2 separate regions of the Mus musculus genome follow, and region 2 is linked to region 1. Evidence: chromatin contacts called from public promoter capture Hi-C data. All regions are on one chromosome and are shown on one strand. Each heading gives the region's core, a stretch centred on a gene start, on an enhancer-like site or on the middle of the called end of the contact. The rest is flanking DNA. Distances are from core to core; before and after follow the strand shown. Region 1 has its middle 26 kb from the start of Ypel2. Region 2 holds the start of Gdpd1 (glycerophosphodiester phosphodiesterase domain containing 1).

Evidence for each region. Promoter capture Hi-C pulls out the DNA fragments that hold promoters and counts their contacts.
Region 2: a contact with region 1 is called in a promoter capture Hi-C map of macrophages, with 10 read pairs. The contact joins the promoter of Gdpd1 here to the enhancer-like site in region 1. A contact is called at or near these places in 7 of 39 promoter capture datasets (the 3T3-L1 cell line, 3T3-L1-derived adipocytes, the HPC-7 cell line and 5 more), 1 of 15 datasets of contacts at CTCF or cohesin (pro-B cells), 28 of 484 Hi-C or Micro-C datasets (8-cell embryo, the AML12 cell line, B cells and 19 more), 11 of 115 datasets of contacts at active chromatin or transcription factors (the SCID.adh cell line, bone marrow-derived dendritic cells, bone marrow-derived macrophages and 4 more) and 4 of 9 other capture datasets (adipose tissue, liver, macrophages and 1 more).

The regions. Positions count from the first base shown.
Region 1 is chr11:87,018,177-87,021,318 of GRCm38.p6, forward strand. No RefSeq gene overlaps it. Among named protein-coding and RNA genes, the nearest start is that of Ypel2, 26 kb to the left of the region's middle. Within about 2 kb of position 1,500, at least 14 of the 459 cell types and tissues checked have an H3K27ac peak or open chromatin away from gene starts, as enhancers often do. A contact at or near this core is called in 8-cell embryo, bone marrow-derived macrophages, macrophages and 2 more, where this site is marked.
Region 2 is chr11:87,072,455-87,075,596 of GRCm38.p6, forward strand. It overlaps Gdpd1 (glycerophosphodiester phosphodiesterase domain containing 1), which reads right to left and starts at 1,683. Exons shown (of 10, transcript NM_025638.2): 1 at 1,382-1,683. The coding sequence starts at 1,523.

The sequences.
Region 1 (3,142 bases), core at 250-2,749:
CTTCTTTGGCTCAAATCTGATAGTTCTGCATGATTCACAAATCCACCTGGAGAATTGCTTCACTTCTATAACAAAGCCAGGTTCGAAGCAGAGAATGAGGAAGTGTGAAAGAGGTTAAGAGTCTAGGTCAGGAGAGCTAAAGCCTTCGCTGCAGAAAGCTCAAAGCTACCTGCAATGCTTAGAGAGGCTCAGAAATGGCTCTAACAAGAAACAGAAGTGGGGGGCTCCCCCACTCTCCTAGTCTTCCATGCAAGGACAAATCACCTGTGAATGCTTAGAAGAATGCCCTCGTTAACAAAGAGTTCAAGATTAAAACTGAGTATGTACAACACAGATGTTTTACTTAGAGAATTCTCTGCTATGTTTGATTCAGCTTCCTATATAACACCTAGCAAAGCCAGCATTAATTTTTAATGGTGGTTCATGCCTTTAGTTCAGCTCTCAGGAGGCAAAAATCAGGTGGCTTTCTGAGAGTTCAAAGCCAGCCTGATCTACAGAGGCAGTTCCAGTGAAACACTTTGTTTGTTTGTTTGGTTGGTTGGTTTTTATTTTTTGAGACAGGGTTTCTCTATGTAACAGCCCTGGTTGTCTTAGAACTTGCTTTGTAGACCAGGCCTCCAACTCAGAGATCCGCCTGTCCCTGCCACCTGAGTGTTGGGACTAAAGACATGTGACACCACCACATGACTTGAGACATGATGTTCTTTGCAATAAAAATAAACAAAAAGCACTCTACACTGGCCGTGGTGGCTCACAACTGTGAGAGGCAGGAAGCGCCTAAGCACAAAGTCAAGTGACTAGATATTAAGACCCTGTCTATCAGGACCTGGTCTCGGGGCTGGAGAGATGGCTCAGTGGTTAAGACCACTTTCTACTTTTCCAGAGGCCCAGAGGTTCAGTTCCCAGCACACATACTGGTTGTTCTCAGCCACCTGCAAATCCAGATCCTAGGATTTGGTGCCGCCTTCTGGGCTCCTCAAGCACACACACACACACACACACACACACACACACACACACACAAATAATATGTCTTCTTTTGAAAAGTAGAAGTATCAAGGGTTGTAGATATAACTCAGTGATAGAGAACTTGCCTGCCCTGCCTAAGGCCCGAGGCTACAAGAGGTCTATCTATAAATAAATGAGATAAGAGAAGAGAAGAGAAATAGCTAAACTGGGTAGTGGTGCACACCTTTAATCCCAGCACTTGAGAGGCCGAAGCAGGTGGATTTCTGTGTTCAAGAAAGAGTTCCAGGACAGCCAGGGCTACACAAAGATAAACCCTGTCTTTAAAAATAAAGGAACAAATAGCAAAAGAACAAACTCCTATTTCCAAAATATAAGGGCCTAGCCTGCCAATGGGAAAGCAGAAGCAGACGGGGCGATTGCTGTGTAGGGGTGGCTGTTACCTGCAGCGCTGGGCACTCATTCTTGAGAGGCGAGAGAGGAAATGATCACTTTGCCCGCAGGAACAGAATCAGCCAGGGTCAGCAGTTGTGTCTTCTGCTTTTACACTGTTGTCTCCAAGTGCACTCAGCGAAAGAGGAGGCACTTACAGCTGGGCTCAACAGCACACTCTCTTAGTTTACACAAACTGCACACGGTTGGCTTAAAACCTTCATCAAGGTCATTTAGAGTAGGGCCTGAGCCCGCATTTCCCACTGCTGTCCCTAGAGAATGATGCGTTATAAGCAGGGAACTCTTTGGTGAATAAATTAAATGATAATGAGCTCTCTGCACACACTTTAGGAGAAAATTGGTTATACTCTTATTAAATTATCATTTGTGTGGATGTGTGTGTCTGACCTGTGTGGGGTGGGGGGTGGGGGGTGCACATGCCACAGCACGTGTGAGGACAACTTTGTGAAGTCATTTCTCTCCTTCCACCTTTATGTGGGTTCTGGGGATCAAACATGGGCTGTCAGGCTTGTGCAGCCCCACTGAGCCATCCCAGTGGTCCTCATATTTTCTTCAAGTTTGTTCTTGGTCTCTACTCTCAGAAGGCTGAAGTAGCCACATTTGGTAGTTCTGCTTCATCTAAGGATTAGAGCCTTGTGGCCACCTGCCATGGTAGCACATGCTCCTAATCCTAGCACTGGGGAGGCTGAGGCAGGAGGATCATGAATGTGAGGCCAGTCCAGGAGGCATGGTAGGACCTTGTCTCAAAACAAACAAACAAACAAAAAAACATAAAACCCATTGGCGTCTGAGCCTCTTCTCTGACCGTGTGGAAGGAGTATGGTTGTTACTCAGTGGTGGGTTACCACTGGCTTCCTGGGTAGGCAGAACTTCTTTCTGTCAGGCAGATCTGGGCCAATCGAAGTGGGATCGGATTTACAGCTTTGCTTAATCTCTAATCTCCACAACTCCTTCCTGTAGATTAAAACCCATTCCTCCTTGAAGGATCTTTCTAAAAGATTTCTTTTCAATTATGTGTAGTGCACTTGTGAGTGCAGTTACCCTTGGAGCCCAGAAGAGGGCGTCAGATCTCCTAGAGTTGGAGTTGCAGACAGTTGTGAGCTACTCTGTATCAGTGCTGCGAATCAAACCCAGCAGGAGCAGCAATCACACCCTCTTCAGCCACCCAGCCATCATCTCTCCAACCTGTTTTGAAGCACTTTCAAAGATTGCTAATTCTGTAACGAGAAAATACCCAAACCAAACAAAGCCATGACAAGAGTGTTCTTAGTTATTCATTAAATACTTCAACTTTTTCTTTTTCTTTTCTTTTTTTTTTTTCTGTTTTTGACTCAGGATCTTGCTATATAGCTATAACTGGCCCAGAATTCACTCTCTAAACCAGGCTGACCTTAAACTCACACCCATCTTCCTGCCCCAGCCTCCCAGGCACTGGGCTCTCAGGTATGTGCCAGCATGCCTAGCTCTTCACTATTGTTTTTTCCTAATTGCAAGTATTAGAATAAGTGGGCTATTTGAAATGTTAACTGCAGAATTGTGTTGCCATAAACTCAAGAGAGGTCCCATAACCCATTTTCTTCTTTATTTCTTTCCTACCTCATTTGTTGTTGTTTTTGTCTGTTTGTTTGTTTTCTTCTGAGATGGGATGTTACTATGTAGCCCAGGATAGCCTTAGCCCTCCAAGTGCTAAGCTCAATATGCAGTGCCATATTTGGCTTCCAAC
Region 2 (3,142 bases), core at 433-2,932, 54 kb after region 1:
TATTTGTCATAATAGAAGTCATGGTCCCAGGATAGTTGTCCCAGCACTGGGAAAGTGGGGGCAGAATGCACAACCAGCCTGGTCTATATAGTGATTTGCAGACTAGCCAGCACGCCATAGCAAGACCCCATCTTTGAAAAATCTAAAACCAAAAATCATTACGGTACTCCATCAAATTTTAAACTATAGAGTTTACCATTGTATGATACATTTCAGGCAATTTTAACCCGGTGCTATATTCACCCTAAAGAAAAGTTTAAAGTGACCGAAAATTTTCATAATTTATACCTTAAGATTGAAATGTCCTGGGCTGGTGAGATGGCTCAGTGGGTAAGAGCACCCGACTGCTCTTCCGAAGGTCCAGAGTTCAAATCCCAGCAACCACATGGTGGCTCACAACCATCTGTAAAGAGATCTGATTCCCTCTTCTGGAGTGTCTGAAGACAGCTACAGTGTACTTACATATAATAAATAAATAAATCTTTAAAAAAAAAATTAAAACTATTACTTATAAAAAAAAAAAAATTGAAATGTCCTGAAGCCACATTATTGAACAGCAGTGAAGAAGCAAAGATGTGGCCTGTTATAGTAAATTAGAAGGCGGAGCGGACTCGCTTCAACCCTTATATACTTGATATTGTATAAAAGCAATATACTTTTGCAAGAGAAACATCTTTAAAAAAATACTGACTGATCATAAGCTAAATATTTTAGTCTTTTAGAAGCCCACCAACCATTGCTGGGGTAATGTTCAAAAATCAAAGTAAAACAACAACCCAGGTGCTAGGTTTTGGAATCCTTAGAACCAGAACTCTCCAAGTTGCTTGTGCCACTTCAGTCCACACTCTGTGACCTTGGAAAATGTCCCTGGTTTGGAGACATTTCTCTCCAGAGCTCAATTACAAACGCGTGGAGCGTGGCATCGCAGACTCCTCAGCTCTCGCTCCAGGTACTCGCAGATCCTCAGCTCTGCCGGAGCCCAAGCTCTTCCCCACGGACTCAGCCACCAGCCTATTCCAAGCAGTCTGTCCGTTCCTACTTCCCCCTGCGGGTGTCTCCTGGATCTGCACCGGCTTTGTGCCAGGCTGCCAAGAAGGGACCTCCCGATCATCCCTCCATCGGCCGAGGAACGCCCCACTTCTGTCTCTCATCCTGCGCTTCTCCTCCTCACAGAAGCCCTGTCACCCTAGCTCCCCAGAGACGCCCACCAGGACTGGGACACGAGACCCCTTTCCTTCCCTCCCCTCCGGACCACTCATCTGAGGAAGCCCTCCAGTTCCAGGAGCCCATTCTTCGTCAGCCTCTCCAGAATCCCCATCCTCTACCTCCTGCTAGGAAGCCTCCCCCATCCCCGCCATCGGGTTCTGGGGACCCCTCTCACCTCCGCGGTGAGAGATGTGCCTACTGAGGAATCGCTGTTTCTTTCTCTGGTGCAGCAACGCTGGGTATTTAAGCAACAAGAACGAGGTGACCAAATATCCCCCCAGAGTAGAGAGAAGGCAAAAAGCCGCGGTGGACGACATCCTCGGTCACCGCCTTCTGGGCCTGAGACCCCGACTGTGCTGTGATGGTAGCAACGGCCGCAGCGCCGGCAGCTGCTCGAGGTCTGCTCGCCCTCAGCCGGTGCCCTCGGCGTAGCGCACTTGTTCGTGCGGACTCAGCACGCAGGCGCAGCCCGACCCCAGCGCCCGAGCAACAAAGGGGCTCAGATACGCAGGCGCGCTACGGCGCGGAGCGTTGGGCGTCTGGCAGCTGTGGTCCCACGCGCAGGTGCTTCGAAGAAGACCCCGAGGCAAGAGGTTGGAAACTTGCCAGTGGTTTTATTTGTTTGGATTTGTTTGGGCAGTCCCTAAGCCGAAAACGCTCTCAAGCCAGGATAGCCTTCGGGGAAAATCTGACGTAACTGGGAAATGTGCATCAAAGGAGGATTCCAGGCCAGGTCCTAGTCCTTTCTGTGGGAAAAGCGAAGAATTGTTACTGATACCTCGAACTCGTAGCCTAGTTGGTTAGATCGTACGGGATTCAAGCCCCAGTACAAAATAAACATGAATAAAGAAACTGACCACTAAGTCCTTTCCTATAAAGACTGGCAACTAACTTTTCCATTTTTCTTTTTCATCTCCTACCTTACAAACTAGAAATACAGTAGGAACCACGTTTTATGGGGGCAGGGTCTTGGTTTTGTGAGATAGGATCTACTTAGCCCAGTCCGGGCTTGAATTCACTATATACCAGAGGATAGAGTCTTCGACTTCAGGTTCTTCTACCTCAGCCTCCAGAGTGTTGGGATGGTAGGCAAGCCCAGCTGTGGATCGTATTTTATGCAAAGTAATTAGCCACAAAGGCTGTGGCTGTGGCTCAGTTGTAAAGCACTTTCCAAGCACATTCAAGGTTTGGATTTGTTTATTGAGACAGGGTGTCTCACTGTGTTGACTGTGTGCTGGCCTCTTGATTCACAGAGACCAGTTTGCCTCTGCCTTCTAAGTATTGGGATTCTTTTCTTTCCCTTTTCTCCTCTCTCCCTTCCTCTCTCCGTTCTCTCTCCCTCCCTTCCTGTCTCCTCCCCCCCGGCCCCCCCCCCCCTTAGAGACTGGGTCTCACTATGTACCGAGGCTGATCTGGAACTCGCTATGACAATAGGGCTAGAGATCCACTTGCGTCTGCCTTCCCTTAAGGCCAGGGGTTTGAGTCCCAGGACAATTGCAACAACAGGCAGACTCACAGTATTGAGCTCCGGCTGGCTTCAAACTCCTAAGGGTGAAGCAGTCTTTTGGTTTCATCCAGCTCATTAGCTGGAACTGCAGGCAAGGGTTGCTGCACCCGATCCTATCTCGTTTATTTATTTTTTATGCATTTACTTATTTCCTGTGTAGTGTATGTGTGTGCACGTGTAAAGGCAGAGGACAACCTAAGGAGACCTAAGGTGGCAGCTCCTTTTCCCACTAAGCCATCTTGCTGGGTCAAGTGGCAGCTTTTGGAAAGGTGGTAAACACTCTATTTCACAAACATTGGGACTAAAATATCTAATCCTGTCAGGACACTATTTTAAATGTATCTGGGAAAATAGGATCAATTACAATACACTACATTGGGTCTCAACTTATTTTGCACTTATCTAATTGATAGCATAATCACAATTGGT